Linked DNA regions of Drosophila melanogaster: region 1 is linked to region 2. The links are chromatin contacts, called in public Hi-C maps. All regions are on one chromosome and are shown on one strand. The core of a region is the stretch at or near the end of the contact, and the rest is flanking DNA. Distances in the headings are between cores, read along the strand shown. Region 1 holds the start of cwo (clockwork orange). Region 2 holds the start of lncRNA:CR45054 (long non-coding RNA:CR45054).

The links. A called contact is a pair of places that touch in the nucleus more often than the background predicts.
Region 1: a contact with region 2 is called in a Hi-C map of the Kc167 cell line, with 4 times the contacts expected there. A contact is called at or near these places in 2 of 107 Hi-C or Micro-C datasets (the Kc167 cell line and the S2 cell line).

What each region holds. Positions count from the first base shown.
Region 1 is chr3R:10,382,075-10,389,715 of dm6, forward strand. cwo (clockwork orange) reads left to right here and starts at 6,184. Exons shown (of 4, transcript NM_080036.3): 1 at 6,184-7,363. The coding sequence starts at 7,305. It overlaps lncRNA:CR44938 (long non-coding RNA:CR44938), which reads right to left and starts at 5,311. Exons shown (of 2, transcript NR_125128.1): 1 at 4,771-5,311; 2 at 3,420-4,337.
Region 2 is chr3R:10,081,683-10,088,513 of dm6, forward strand. It overlaps lncRNA:CR45054 (long non-coding RNA:CR45054), which reads left to right and starts at 1,699. Exons shown (of 2, transcript NR_125127.1): 1 at 1,699-2,170.

The DNA.
Region 1 (7,641 bases), core at 4,934-7,433, 300 kb after region 2:
AATTGTTGTCGTTTGGGGTTTTCCTCCGGCTTTCGTGATTAAACTTTAGCCATGCAATCGGGGTAAACAGCAAATACAGACGAAGATAGATAAGCTGCTGGAAAACTCGAGAAAACACGTAAGCACTCCGCAAGTGCACGGGGCTCGTCACACAGTTTCAACTCCATTTTAGCCACATTTGCTGCATTATGAAAACGAATAAATTTCTCCGGCAGTTGCACCGCACTCCAGCTTTGATTGCATTTCAATTCGTGGAAATTCACCGAACTACGTAACAATTTCGATGAACAACACGTGACCAAAAAAACGTCGGAGCATGTGAGCAAGTAAATGTATTACAAGTGCGATAAGATTGCACGGAGTGCGGGGAGGGGGTGACGCGTTATTACGAGAATGTGGCACATGAGTAACCCGAGCCCGTTTTTGTGCCTTTGCACGTGCCCTGCAAGCAACCAACCGGTCGTATGTGTAACATCCGAACGGGGCGTATACATAACGCCGTACAAGGCGACACCAGATGCACGTGCCGCACTGAAATTAAAGCGAGAGATCGCCGAAATGCCGAAACCAAAACAAAAACAAGCTCCGCTCTTATGCAAGAGCCCAGTGCCCAATTGGACACGTCTGAGTTATTCGTCATCCGTCATCGCAGATCACATTTACCAGATTTATGGCTTACGGAGTGTGGAGTACGGCTTACGGACCCTGTCGTTGTGTTGGTGTGACCTTTGGGGCGGTTAAAAATAGACGAGAGACATTTAAATACAATCAACACGTTGGAAAGCCCAGCACAAAGAAGCACAGTAAACACTGATTAACGCGAATTAACTTAAGTGTGATTAAAACTTGCAAAATATGGATTTATCTAACTATTACTATCAATTTAAAAGGTTTTCAAATATTTTGAAATTTGGTTAAAGTTAAAATATTGGACAAGGTTTGTTATAAAAACTAGTTACGCTTTTAAATTCCTTTGTTTGAAAAAAGAAATCGTTGGTATTTTCGCGATAAAATTAAACACTTCTTCCAGCAAAACTATATAGCATATTAGTTCGAGTTATGGAGCTCGAACTGTTTAAATCCGAATCAACCGCAAAACAAAAACAACAGCGTTTTGTAAATACGAAAACATTTCAACAACACGTGACCAACAACAAACCTGAGTGCTGCAATGGTGTGCGTGTGAGTGTGTGTAGATGTGCGCTTGTGTGTGTGCCAAATCGCTGACATGCTCGGCTCGCGTGAGAAATTACGTCATGCGCCACGAATTTTGAGTTGTTATTTATTATTATTTTTTTGTACTTTTTAGTGAGTTTGCCACTTTCAACGTGTCTCGATTAAAAACGAAAAGCAAATGGATCAAGAGTGTGAGAGAGAGAGGGGGCCAATGTAGCGTTTGATTATTATTTCGTTTTTTAAAGTGAAGCCCTCACAGAAACAACAACAAAAGTCGCGACTTGTTGCGCTCTGTAATAAAAACAAAATGTCGGCCGAGTAGAGAGTATATGTGAGTGTTGTTTGCTTTGGGATTGTTGTTGCCAAGCGCCGGTTATCAGTTTGCGCTCTCTTGCGCTCTCTCTCTCGCTCACGCAGCCGCCGCCCAGTTGACTTCTGTTTCGCTTTGGAATTTGTCACGTTTCACGTGTTTTATTGTATGCCGCTGACTTTTGTTGTTGCTGCTCGCCTTGAGCTTCTGCGTCGTTGTTTTCTTTAGTTATTCGTAGTATATATGCACATAAATTTTCTTTTTGTTTTTTTTTTCGGTTTCATGTTATATTGTTTGTAGCCCGAGACTGTAACGGTAACTCTCCAGAGTTCGTACTTGAGAATCATTGGTGCACTTAAAGTTAACCATAACCATATTGGTATCGGCTTGGCAAACTAAATGCTTATAAATATATGTACATATGTATGTATATAATTCACACGCAACTCATTTATGAATATCTGCAACAACAACAACGCTGCTTGTGGTTTTGTAAGTGCCGTGAGTTTGCGAGTACGTGTTGTCTAGTCATCAAGCCCCCAAATGTCGACTGCACAGTGGAGCCAATCGGGTATTTTGCGATTTTGCCTTAGAATGCATTTCAAACTTATAAAAACTTCCCTTTAAAAGCAGGTCTCTTGAAATATAATCATATTATGGTATGTCGGCATATACATTTGTATGCCAGTTGTTACCCTTAAAGTAGGCAATAGTTACGTTTAATGGTTGATACATGTAAATTAACAAATTTCATAAACATTTGATTTTTGAAAATTGTATACTTACTTTATATTTTAGTGCCTGATTTGCTGCTAAACATATCCCCTGCCTAAACAAAGGCAATCTGTCAAATTTGCCAATCATGTCGTAGGAATCCCCTGGGCTTATCTCCCAGGGGAATTTGTGGTAATAAAATTTGAGTTTCTGTCCCACTGTGGCAATCACGTTCGCCGCACACGAAAAGCCTTATCTCTATTCTCTCTCCCAACAACACATGTTGCTCTCTCTTCTCCTTTGGCGTGCACGTCATTAATTTGGCGCTCTCTCGTCTCTTTTTTGGGGTCTCGTGCCGCCAGCGAGTTTTATTCATTCATACAACATATAGTATCTATATATAAGGGAATTTTTTTTAGTTGTCCAGCTGCGGGCGCACGTGTCGTTGCCCCTGTCCCTGTACTCTTCGACTTTTTATAAACAATTCTCGAGATTTCTAATCTACATAAGAACAAGAACAACAACAACATCAGCACTGGAAATAACGAGATTGAAGTATCAGCACCGCCAGCGCAATCGCAATTTGTGTTCAAATATATTATAGCTCTCGGACCCGTTCCAGTTCGGTTTTATTTCAGATTATTTTAGCTTTTATTTCTATTTTTATTGGGTTAGATCGCTCTTATCAGGGGTTTCTTTATTTTGGTTCGTTGTCGTTATATTGCTCTTGATTTCACCTCGACTTTGAAATTGAAATTTTGCAAGCTGATAAGCGCCCATATAAGTTATGTATTTCAAGATCTTTTATGTAGTAGACCCATATTATCTGTTACTTCTACGATATACAGCAATTCATATAACACCATGCTCCAACTATTCCACCCCCTTTTCGGTTAGGCCTTAGTTGGTCTGCTGATCGCCCCAATGCCGCTCGCACCTGTCCTAATTGAAGGTGCAAATTGCATGAGTTGGTGTGCGTTTCCTTACGAATATTTGAGGTTGTCATAATCGTTTGGGTGCGTGGCTTGGGCAACCGTGGAATAAATAGCTTAATAAGTTGTTCCCATTTATTTTCTATCATATATATCATATCATAAAGTTATCTAAAATTAATATTGGTGAGATGCTTTATACATATATAGTTTATACATTTGCAAATATTTAATTGGCCAAACTGAATTGAAAAATATTTCTTAATTAAAAATAAAGAATTTATTTACCGAAGATATAACAAAATTCCTAACCCACAATTGGAATGTGAGCAGTTCCGTGCTGTAAGCAATAGTCTTTCTATTTCCATTGTTTATTTATTTAATTTCTATTTAACATTCCATTTCATTTCACAGCCGATTCCCCAATGCAGTGCTTACAAAAGTATCTTAAAAATAGTTTTACCAGGTCCGCCAGTCGCAATTGTTGTCGTTTGGGGTTTTCCTCCGGCTTTCGTGATTAAACTTTAGCCATGCAATCGGGGTAAACAGCAAATACAGACGAAGATAGATAAGCTGCTGGAAAACTCGAGAAAACACGTAAGCACTCCGCAAGTGCACGGGGCTCGTCACACAGTTTCAACTCCATTTTAGCCACATTTGCTGCATTATGAAAACGAATAAATTTCTCCGGCAGTTGCACCGCACTCCAGCTTTGATTGCATTTCAATTCGTGGAAATTCACCGAACTACGTAACAATTTCGATGAACAACACGTGACCAAAAAAACGTCGGAGCATGTGAGCAAGTAAATGTATTACAAGTGCGATAAGATTGCACGGAGTGCGGGGAGGGGGTGACGCGTTATTACGAGAATGTGGCACATGAGTAACCCGAGCCAGTTTTTGTGCCTTTGCACGTGCCCTGCAAGCAACCAACCGGTCGTATGTGTAACATCCGAACGGGGCGTATACATAACGCCGTACAAGGCGACACCAGATGCACGTGCCGCACTGAAATTAAAGCGAGAGATCGCCGAAATGCCGAAACCAAAACAAAAACAAGCTCCGCTCTTATGCAAGAGCCCAGTGCCCAATTGGACACGTCTGAGTTATTCGTCATCCGTCATCGCAGATCACATTTACCAGATTTATGGCTTACGGAGTGTGGAGTACGGCTTACGGACCCTGTCGTTGTGTTGGTGTGACCTTTGGGGCGGTTAAAAATAGACGAGAGACATTTAAATACAATCAACACGTTGGAAAGCCCAGCACAAAGAAGCACAGTAAACACTGATTAACGCGAATTAACTTAAGTGTGATTAAAACTTGCAAAATATGGATTTATCTAACTATTACTATCAATTTAAAAGGTTTTCAAATATTTTGAAATTTGGTTAAAGTTAAAATATTGGACAAGGTTTGTTATAAAAACTAGTTACGCTTTTAAATTCCTTTGTTTGAAAAAAGAAATCGTTGGTATTTTCGCGATAAAATTAAACACTTCTTCCAGCAAAACTATATAGCATATTAGTTCGAGTTATGGAGCTCGAACTGTTTAAATCCGAATCAACCGCAAAACAAAAACAACAGCGTTTTGTAAATACGAAAACATTTCAACAACACGTGACCAACAACAAACCTGAGTGCTGCAATGGTGTGCGTGTGAGTGTGTGTAGATGTGCGCTTGTGTGTGTGCCAAATCGCTGACATGCTCGGCTCGCGTGAGAAATTACGTCATGCGCCACGAATTTTGAGTTGTTATTTATTATTATTTTTTTGTACTTTTTAGTGAGTTTGCCACTTTCAACGTGTCTCGATTAAAAACGAAAAGCAAATGGATCAAGAGTGTGAGAGAGAGAGGGGGCCAATGTAGCGTTTGATTATTATTTCGTTTTTTAAAGTGAAGCCCTCACAGAAACAACAACAAAAGTCGCGACTGTTGCGCTCTGTAATAAAAACAAAATGTCGGCCGAGTAGAGAGTATATGTGAGTGTTGTTTGCTTTGGGATTGTTGTTGCCAAGCGCCGGTTATCAGTTTGCGCTCTCTTGCGCTCTCTCTCTCGCTCACGCAGCCGCCGCCCAGTTGACTTCTGTTTCGCTTTGGAATTTGTCACGTTTCACGTGTTTTATTGTATGCCGCTGACTTTTGTTGTTGCTGCTCGCCTTGAGCTTCTGCGTCGTTGTTTTCTTTAGTTATTCGTAGTATATATGCACATAAATTTTCTTTTTGTTTTTTTTTTCGGTTTCATGTTATATTGTTTGTAGCCCGAGACTGTAACGGTAACTCTCCAGAGTTCGTACTTGAGAATCATTGGTGCACTTAAAGTTAACCATAACCATATTGGTATCGGCTTGGCAAACTAAATGCTTATAAATATATGTACATATGTATGTATATAATTCACACGCAACTCATTTATGAATATCTGCAACAACAACAACGCTGCTTGTGGTTTTGTAAGTGCCGTGAGTTTGCGAGTACGTGTTGTCTAGTCATCAAGCCCCCAAATGTCGACTGCACAGTGGAGCCAATCGGGTATTTTGCGATTTTGCCTTAGAATGCATTTCAAACTTATAAAAACTTCCCTTTAAAAGCAGGTCTCTTGAAATATAATCATATTATGGTATGTCGGCATATACATTTGTATGCCAGTTGTTACCCTTAAAGTAGGCAATAGTTACGTTTAATGGTTGATACATGTAAATTAACAAATTTCATAAACATTTGATTTTTGAAAATTGTATACTTACTTTATATTTTAGTGCCTGATTTGCTGCTAAACATATCCCCTGCCTAAACAAAGGCAATCTGTCAAATTTGCCAATCATGTCGTAGGAATCCCCTGGGCTTATCTCCCAGGGGAATTTGTGGTAATAAAATTTGAGTTTCTGTCCCACTGTGGCAATCACGTTCGCCGCACACGAAAAGCCTTATCTCTATTCTCTCTCCCAACAACACATGTTGCTCTCTCTTCTCCTTTGGCGTGCACGTCATTAATTTGGCGCTCTCTCGTCTCTTTTTTGGGGTCTCGTGCCGCCAGCGAGTTTTATTCATTCATTTCGATTCTGTCTCTTGTCGCGAACAGACGTTTGGGAAATAGTTCGGTGCGGGTGACGTGACAGTGCAAAAATTGAATACAAAAAAATAAGGCAAGAGGGAGAGCAAATAAAAAACAGCAAAATTAGCTGGAGGGGCAACAACAAATTTGATACATACCTATATATACGTGCTTTAATAGTGAAACACACGCACACGCATCACGTTGCTCGCTCGCCCGTACATATATTTATATCGGTGTGTGTGTGTATATAGAGGCGGCTGGTAAAATTCCACTGTGAAACGAAAGGAAGTTATTGTTTTCTGTGGCTCTATTCATGTACCATATATATTAACAAAACAAATAACAGTGTGTGCATAAAATTGATAAAAGCTAAAAACGTGTAAACAAAAATTAAACAAAAAACCGCGCAGCGCAATCACGTTTTCCGACACTATTTGCGTTTCTTCTGTTGTTTTTTGTGTGGATACCGCGAACGAGGAGGAATTGTTCCAACAAGTGCACCTTAATTGAAGCTCCAGTAACAGAAGAAGGAGAAGTACGAAAGAAAAACAGGAGGAGGAGTAAACACGTTATCGCTATCGTTATCGCACCCAAACACTAGCAAACGCACACCCAGTGATAAGCGAAAAAGAGTAAACAGGCGGTACACACTTATCAGCATTTTTCACTCGTTCCAACATAAATAAACACCCCGCTTCGTAATGCCCTTCTAAAATTTCGAATATAAATCCGGGACGTGAAACGTGAAAAAGTACCCGAAAGAAAAATATCTCATCTCAGCTTTGAAGAGAAAAGTAACTCGCCGCGCAGTGAATTCGCCGCACAGCCGTCGACTCGACAACCTGTTTGCTCGCCCATAAATTCGCCCCGGCATTTATCTCACAATTATTTCTGCACTGACGTAAGGAGGAGCACTTCCACCATTCCACCGCAACTGCAGCAAACCACGTCGACGCAGCAGCAGACGCAGCAGGCGCTCCACAAAACGTTCACACTGCCCAGGAGCGGATTCGGTGCGTTTCCAGTGCAAGCAGCCGGAGGAGGAGGAGGCGGAGGCGTGCGGAGCGGTTCCGTCTGTGGATCGAGGAGCAGGAGCCCCATTGGCACCACCATGGAGCCCTATTGGAACGAGACGAACGGACATGCCGCCCATCCGGTCAAGTATGAGAGGTAGGTATACTCAGCACAGATCGCCAGATCCCGCTGCAAGTCGAAAGCAAATAAAATCCAATCCAATGACTAAATCGAACCACTCACTTTCACCTGTGCGCGTTTAGCTTAAGCACGCAGAGAAAACTTATCACAAAATGTGCAACAATCCGAAAGCCCTCTCCAATTAGTTGAAAATTGTTAAAGTTTTATCCGTATCTGAACGACAAATTAAACCAAATGAATCTTTCTTAAATAAATAACAATCCGTAAATTTTTGGATAAGCATATTGCTAATT
Region 2 (6,831 bases), core at 449-2,948:
CAGTTGGCGGTAACTGTGTTTGTGGAAGTGCAAGCCATGGCTGTGTGTGTATCGGGCGAGTGGTTATATATTTGTATATGGGGTATATATGTACCACCATATAAGCTTCGGAGTGCGCCAGTGCAGTCGCATGTGTGTATTTGTATCCGTATCTGTAGCTGCATTGGTATAGCCCGACATGCACTAACATCTGTTGCATATATCCGATGATATAGATACAGATATGTACATGAATCGCCAGAAATATATTTACCTGAAAATATGCGACCGTTACAAAGTGCCTAGGTATGCAAGAGTTGCACTTAGCGCATTTAATTAAATTAAACAATTAAACAAACATGGCGGGCAGTGTTCTCTCGGTCTCTCGCAAAACCAACACATACACCAGCGGCCCCAAACAAATTCAATTAAGAAATTAAAATCGAATTGCCAGCTTGTTTGTGCTACTAGAAGAGAGAACCATGGGTGAGCAAAAGAGATGACTGCAGCAGGCGAGAAAGAGACGAAACCACACCCTGTGTGGGGATGCAGATTTGGGGGGCTGGCTTAGCCGGTGGAAAATTGCAGCAGACACACATTTGTCAATCGAAATCGAAATCACATGCACAAAGTACATATGTATGTATGTACATAGGTATTAGAAGGTCCCACCCACGTCAGAAATACATATGACAGCAAATATCCGTACACTTTGCAGGGCCAGTAAGCCAAGTAATTATTGTATTTCCCTCCTATCACTACGAGCATTTTGTGTTGCAAGCGGCAGTTAGTCAATAAATGCGCTAATTATATACAATACATTTCGCTGCCCAGGCCCAGAACACGAACCGAAAAGCCCAGAACCAGTAGATACACAGCGCACTCAGTGCATCCATATACAGTGGGCAACCTTGGGGGAGAATCTTTACAAACAATTTTTGTTGCAATCAATATTAATAAGGTGTTATCCAATCTAGGTGGGAATTATAAGGATCTGCAAATTTCTTATTTTTTGTCATAACTCTAATCTTCCTATTGGGTAAAGATCATTTTTAAGTACCACATGCAATGGTACAGTAACCCTGCCGCTCATGACCAGCTTTAGCGAGGGACCACTGTACCAGTGCGGCAGTAAGCGAGGCGCGTCAGGGCAGACTGCACAACTTAAACTACAAGTACATGCCAAGAAAGGCAAAAAGGGATGCCGTTGGGGAAGGGGTTGGGCCAGAGGGAGACGGCGATAGAGAGGGCGAGTGAGAAAGCGAAAGGGGATCAGATGAGGAATACCTGCCTATGTGTGTGTTACTGCGAGAGAGCTGCTTACTTGCACTTACACTACCACCACTTCAGGCTGTGCTCTCTCCTCACTTTATTACATAACATCCTTGAACTTGAGCTGAGCTTGTCAGAGTTTCCTTTTCAAATGCAATATGTATGCAAGTACATATATCTGTGCATTTTAATTCTGGCAGCAGGACGCGCAGCTCCTTTCAATACATACATACATATGTACGTTGCTTTCTTCTAGTCCCCATTCTTCTCTTCTCCCACACTTTGACCACTTCGTTTCTTCTCTCTTCGCTTCGGAAGCTTTCGGGCTTTAGCGGCGACAACGACAGCTCTGTCATTTTCTGCTGGGCTGCGCGTTGGCATTGAAAGTGTGGCAGGCGAGCTGCCAACAACGCTCCATTCCTAGAAAATTCCCAATCGGAAGCAGAAGAATTCTGAACACAGCAAAAAGTACTGCATATAATACCCACCTCAAAAAAAACAATCCCTACATTATTTGTTACAAATTAGACACGCAAATGACATCAACAGCGAAATTGAATCCGTTAAAAACCAACCCATTCAAAATGGAAAAGCAAATACAATGCAAAATAATTGGAAATTAATTGTGCCCAATTCTACGTGAAGTGCGTGTCATATCACAAAAAATCGAAGATAAACACACGAATTGGTAATTACGCCAAACATAAATTAAATCCTTTTAAGTGCATTCTATTGTGTGATTACAAAAACTAGGAAGTAAATAACGAAATTGATATAAGAATGCAAGCGCATTTCACAACTATTTTAAATACGTGCCTCAAACAAGTGAGTTTTTACATGAAGATACAAGAATTAAAAAGCAATTAGAAGAAGTCGGTGAAGCAATAAATTAATAAAATATCAATTGGGATCATCAAAGGTGAGCATTGTTTTACAAAGTATTTAAAACAGTCAGCCATTTCGTCATCCATTTTTCACTTACTATATAAACTGCATACATTTGTGATTTTATTTTGTTTAGAAATAGTTTTTTGTTTCCTTTTATTATCAGTATCTAAAGTTCTAAAGAACCAAATCATTCCAAACCCAGTTAAAAATGTCCATGTACTCTTATTCCTTGTTCGAACTTTGAAAGCTCTGTAAAGCTTTTCGGTAGGATCAAGGGATGAGGATCTCACAGTCCCCCCGAACCCTTGAAATTGTTTTTCAGCCTTTTGTTTTGTTTTGCTTCGGCTAGAAAAAGCGTCGCAATAAAAACAGGAATTCGCAAAAAGCAAAAGTGAGTTGCAAACACAGATAAAAGTGCGCAGATACAGATACATTTTAGGGATGAGAAATGAGGGGAGGAGAATAATGAATGAAAGAATGGTGGAGAGTGGAGCAAGAGCTGGCGAGAGAGCCAAGCCAGTTTGAAGGCCACTGCGAAGAGAATCACATGTGCCTTTCGGGTTTTCGATGAGGGGCAGTGTGGGGCAGTAGGGCAAAAGTAGAAGGCCCAAGAAACAGGAACAGGAAGAATCGAAAAAACTTGACGAAACATCACACTGTGTGAGAGAGAGAGGGCAGAGAGTGTTCTGCCAGTAGATAGAAACTCTGTCGACGTCGACGACGACGCTGGCAGAGGCTGCGCCGCGGCAGAGGCGAGAACTTTCACAAAAAAGCGGCGACATTGAACAGCGGTGCCTTCAACCGATCGCATTTGTTGCCTGTGCACCCAAGCACAATTCAATAAATAATTCATAAAGATAATCAAAAACCCAAATATAAAACTTAAAGAATTAAAGTTCGCCTGAGAATTAAGTTTGCTTCGTGTCCGAAAAGTGACGCATTAATATCTTGTCGGAAAATCCGTTTTTCTGCCCTGAGAAAATCCGAACAAAGTGCATGTTGGAAAAACAAAAAGTATCGGCAAACACAGACACAAAAAGAAATGTGGCAAAAAACAACAGAATGTGAGTAAACTGAATTGCGTCGTAGTTAACATTTTTTCGACGGCGTCATCAAAGGCAATTCGCCACCCCCGTCGCGTCCCCCTCACCCACCGCTTTCCGTGATTGTGGAAAATACAGTCAACAATTGCTAAAAGCTAAGTTTTAATAACAGGGGCGCGCCGAAAAGGGGATGGGTAGTTTAGAATGCGTAGTACCCATTTAAAACAGCATTAGGTACTTAATTTTGTTGCAACGTAAGCCAGTGTTTTTCAATCTAGGCATTTATTAGAAATATGTCTATATTCTTTAAAGAATAATCGCTAACCCCGACTGGCAAAAAACACGCATACGCCCCTGTTTGCAAAAATTCTCTCTCTTTCAGACACACACACACACACACACGCACACAATGACACTCAATGTGTTTTGGCCATCTCTCCCAATCATTTGTTTTCCTTTGCACGGAATTTGCAGAAATATCAAAATTTATTTATAACATAAACAACACAAATTAAGCCAACCCAAGAAAAAATACATAATCGCGAAAAAAAGCCACAATGGCAGCGAAAATAAACAAAACAAATGCGAAAAAGCTTCTAAACAGTTCCGTTTATACATATACAAGTCAAAAGAAAAAACCAAAAACCAAACGAAACCCAATCGGAATTTGGCCAAAGGGAATTATGATTCTGAGGAACTTTGCGCGAAAAGATGATGGCTCTATTTGCGTGAGTGTGTGTGTTGCCATTTTGTTTGTCAGCTTCCCAAGTTGTTTATGACTTCACTCGGCAAAAACAATTAGGCACTAATTTGCTGGCAATTGTCGCTCATGGAATCGCACTCTCCATCGGTTCTGATTTTGATTTAATTATAAACAAATTGAAAGTTTAAAACAGAAATACTTACCAGCGTGACAGAAAATGGGCTTGTAGACAAAATTCAAGCCCTAAAACTAGGCATAACAATTAAATTTTACTAAGCGTATAATTGTTGAATATCAAAGTAACTACTCTTTAGATACGCCTTTGTTTTATTAGTTAGATTAAGAGATCGACAATCGGTTGCCTTATATAACTTTATAATGCATCTATCAATGTAATGGGTCGTAAAAAGCGTGCTTACTACCAAGCTGTTCATGGAATTGCTGAGCATTCGGATAACTTGTAGATTTACGATCGGTCAGTAATCAGCCTGTTGATTTCCGATTGCATCACGTGTCATCAGCAGATCGGCGCTTCTATGTGGCTCGTATATGTGTGACTCAGATTATCTATTGACACACGATCGGCCCATTGCGGTAAGCATCTCTGTGAAATTATAAACTTCAGTTTCGTAGTCAATCAAGATCCAAGTGCAATTTCCCGGCATTCCCCTACCCGCCACCACCTTTTCACAGTGAAAAACCACAGCCAAACCTACACAATGCGATATTTTTGTATCTGAACTTGACTCGAGTTTAGCTTTGCGTGCCGCTTTTGTTTGCACAAGATACGAGTTCATCGATGTGTGCATCTGCATACGTATTCGTGTGGGTAAATGGGATTTCGAAATTCGTTTACGTAACTCTCGCCCCATCACCGCACAGCCCACACTCATTACGGAAGCGGGTATGTGGATGAAAATGGGAATGGGATGGAATGAGTTGGGGCAGGCAAAGTCATCTTCACGGTACACAGAAAGGAAAATCATTGGAAATCGATGGGCTGATTACGATCTGTGACACAGCAATGATGAAATAAAACTATTTTCAGTTTATATTTCAACCAATTGCACTTATTCAAATCCAATTTAGCTTTCCTTTGAATAGTAAGTGCTTGAATATTATCTATCAGAATTCTTTGCTTTTGATAACATTCCAGCTTACTTATCTACAAATTATTGAAGTCAACTTAAAGTACTATCTAATTTAGTTCCCCAGACATAGTCGATGATCATTGCGTATACGTAATATAAAAGTAATATGTTGAACAATCAAAAGGCTGATACATTTGACCAAACAAACATTTTCCACATTATAAATAAATCTACCAACTGCTTATAATCGCAAATTATTTACCATAAAGGATTCAAGTTTCCTATATAGATTGTTATGAATTCCGAGAAAAATTTATTGTTTAGGAGATTTTTTTTCTGTGCACTTTTAATTGCCTAGTGGCGTCATTTGTATGCGAGTTCAGAGGGCATCTATACCCTATTTGGGGATGTTGTTAGAAGGGGTGTATTTTTTAGGAGGGAGGTACTGTGGTGGGCAGTCTAAATAAGGTTAGAAGAAGATGATGCCTCGGCCCAGGTGTTCGCCATATTACGTATGCATCAAGTAAGCTGCAATGGGCAACACAGAGAACGAAAAGATGTCCATAGAGAGTTATGCAGAGAGAGTAACACACACACACAAAAGCTCTGTCGACGTTCGTTCAGTATGTCGCTCTCTCTCTCTCTCTCTCTCTCTCCTCTGCTTGTATGCGTGTGTGTTTTTCAAGTTCAAGGTTAAGATACTAGTTGTACATAAAGCACTTGGGCCGAGAGTTCGAGCGAGCTGGCAATACGTAGCTGTCATAGTGCTGTGCTGTACCCAACTGCATTTGTGTGCGTCAGTGTGTGTGTGGCAAACCAGTTTGGTGAGAAAGAGACGCCTACACGTGCGGCGGCAAACAAAGAGGAAGCAAAAGCAGCACAAAAAGCAAAAAGCAGAGGAACCAAATACAGCGAAAGGAGAGGCGAAAAGTACGAACCATAAAAACAAAAAGCGGCGGCGGCAAACATCCACTGGCAATCGAATAAAAAGCGAGCAAACATCAGGCGCTCTCTTTCGCACACACAGTGTGGTCTCATCTACACAGAAAAAAACTGTAAGCCACCAGTAAAAAAATTTGGACAAGGAAGGTCTTGAAATGAGAAGGAGGAAGGATATGATGACAAATATGATGAAATATGCATTTCAGAAATGTGCACAATTTTTTATTGTGTAGCTAGAGTTGATAAAGTTGATTTCACCGCTTTGCGACACTTATTCGCACTTATTATTGCTCTATGCGTTTTGCCTTTCAGTTTTATTATCTTTCGCGCGAACACACACACACACGAGGTATATACCGTGGAGCTTTAATTGAATTGATGTTGATGATTACGCTGAGTGGCGACTGCAATCATCACCGCCTCCCCCTGCCCTATCAGTCCCCTTTCGACCAGACTGACTACCTGCCAAACAAAACGAGAATTTCTGTTGGCCATTTAATTAATCGGCAGCGTGTTCTTAGTTAATGGACTCGTAGCTCAAACGGTAAAAAGAGCAAAAAGCTGGAACTTCGATCCCCCCAAACCTTGAAATCGATTCCGCGCATAGCTCAAAATATTCCACTGACCAAGAAGAATGTCAATTACTTAATTGTTTATCTAGTTTAAAACCCCATTACCATGTGTTTTAAAATGAATTAACCACTAAGATGCGGCTAAGAAACTTAAATAGGCAATAAACCATACATTATGGTTTTATGCAACTTAATCTGTAATTTTTTCGAATTAAATAGACATTTTTCTGTCTACACCCATGGCACATAGCACATAAATAGCACCTTAAACTAAATTCCATTATGCATAGTGGCGAGTTCGTTGCACCAGCTGTGCAATATGCAATGTGCATTGCACTCGA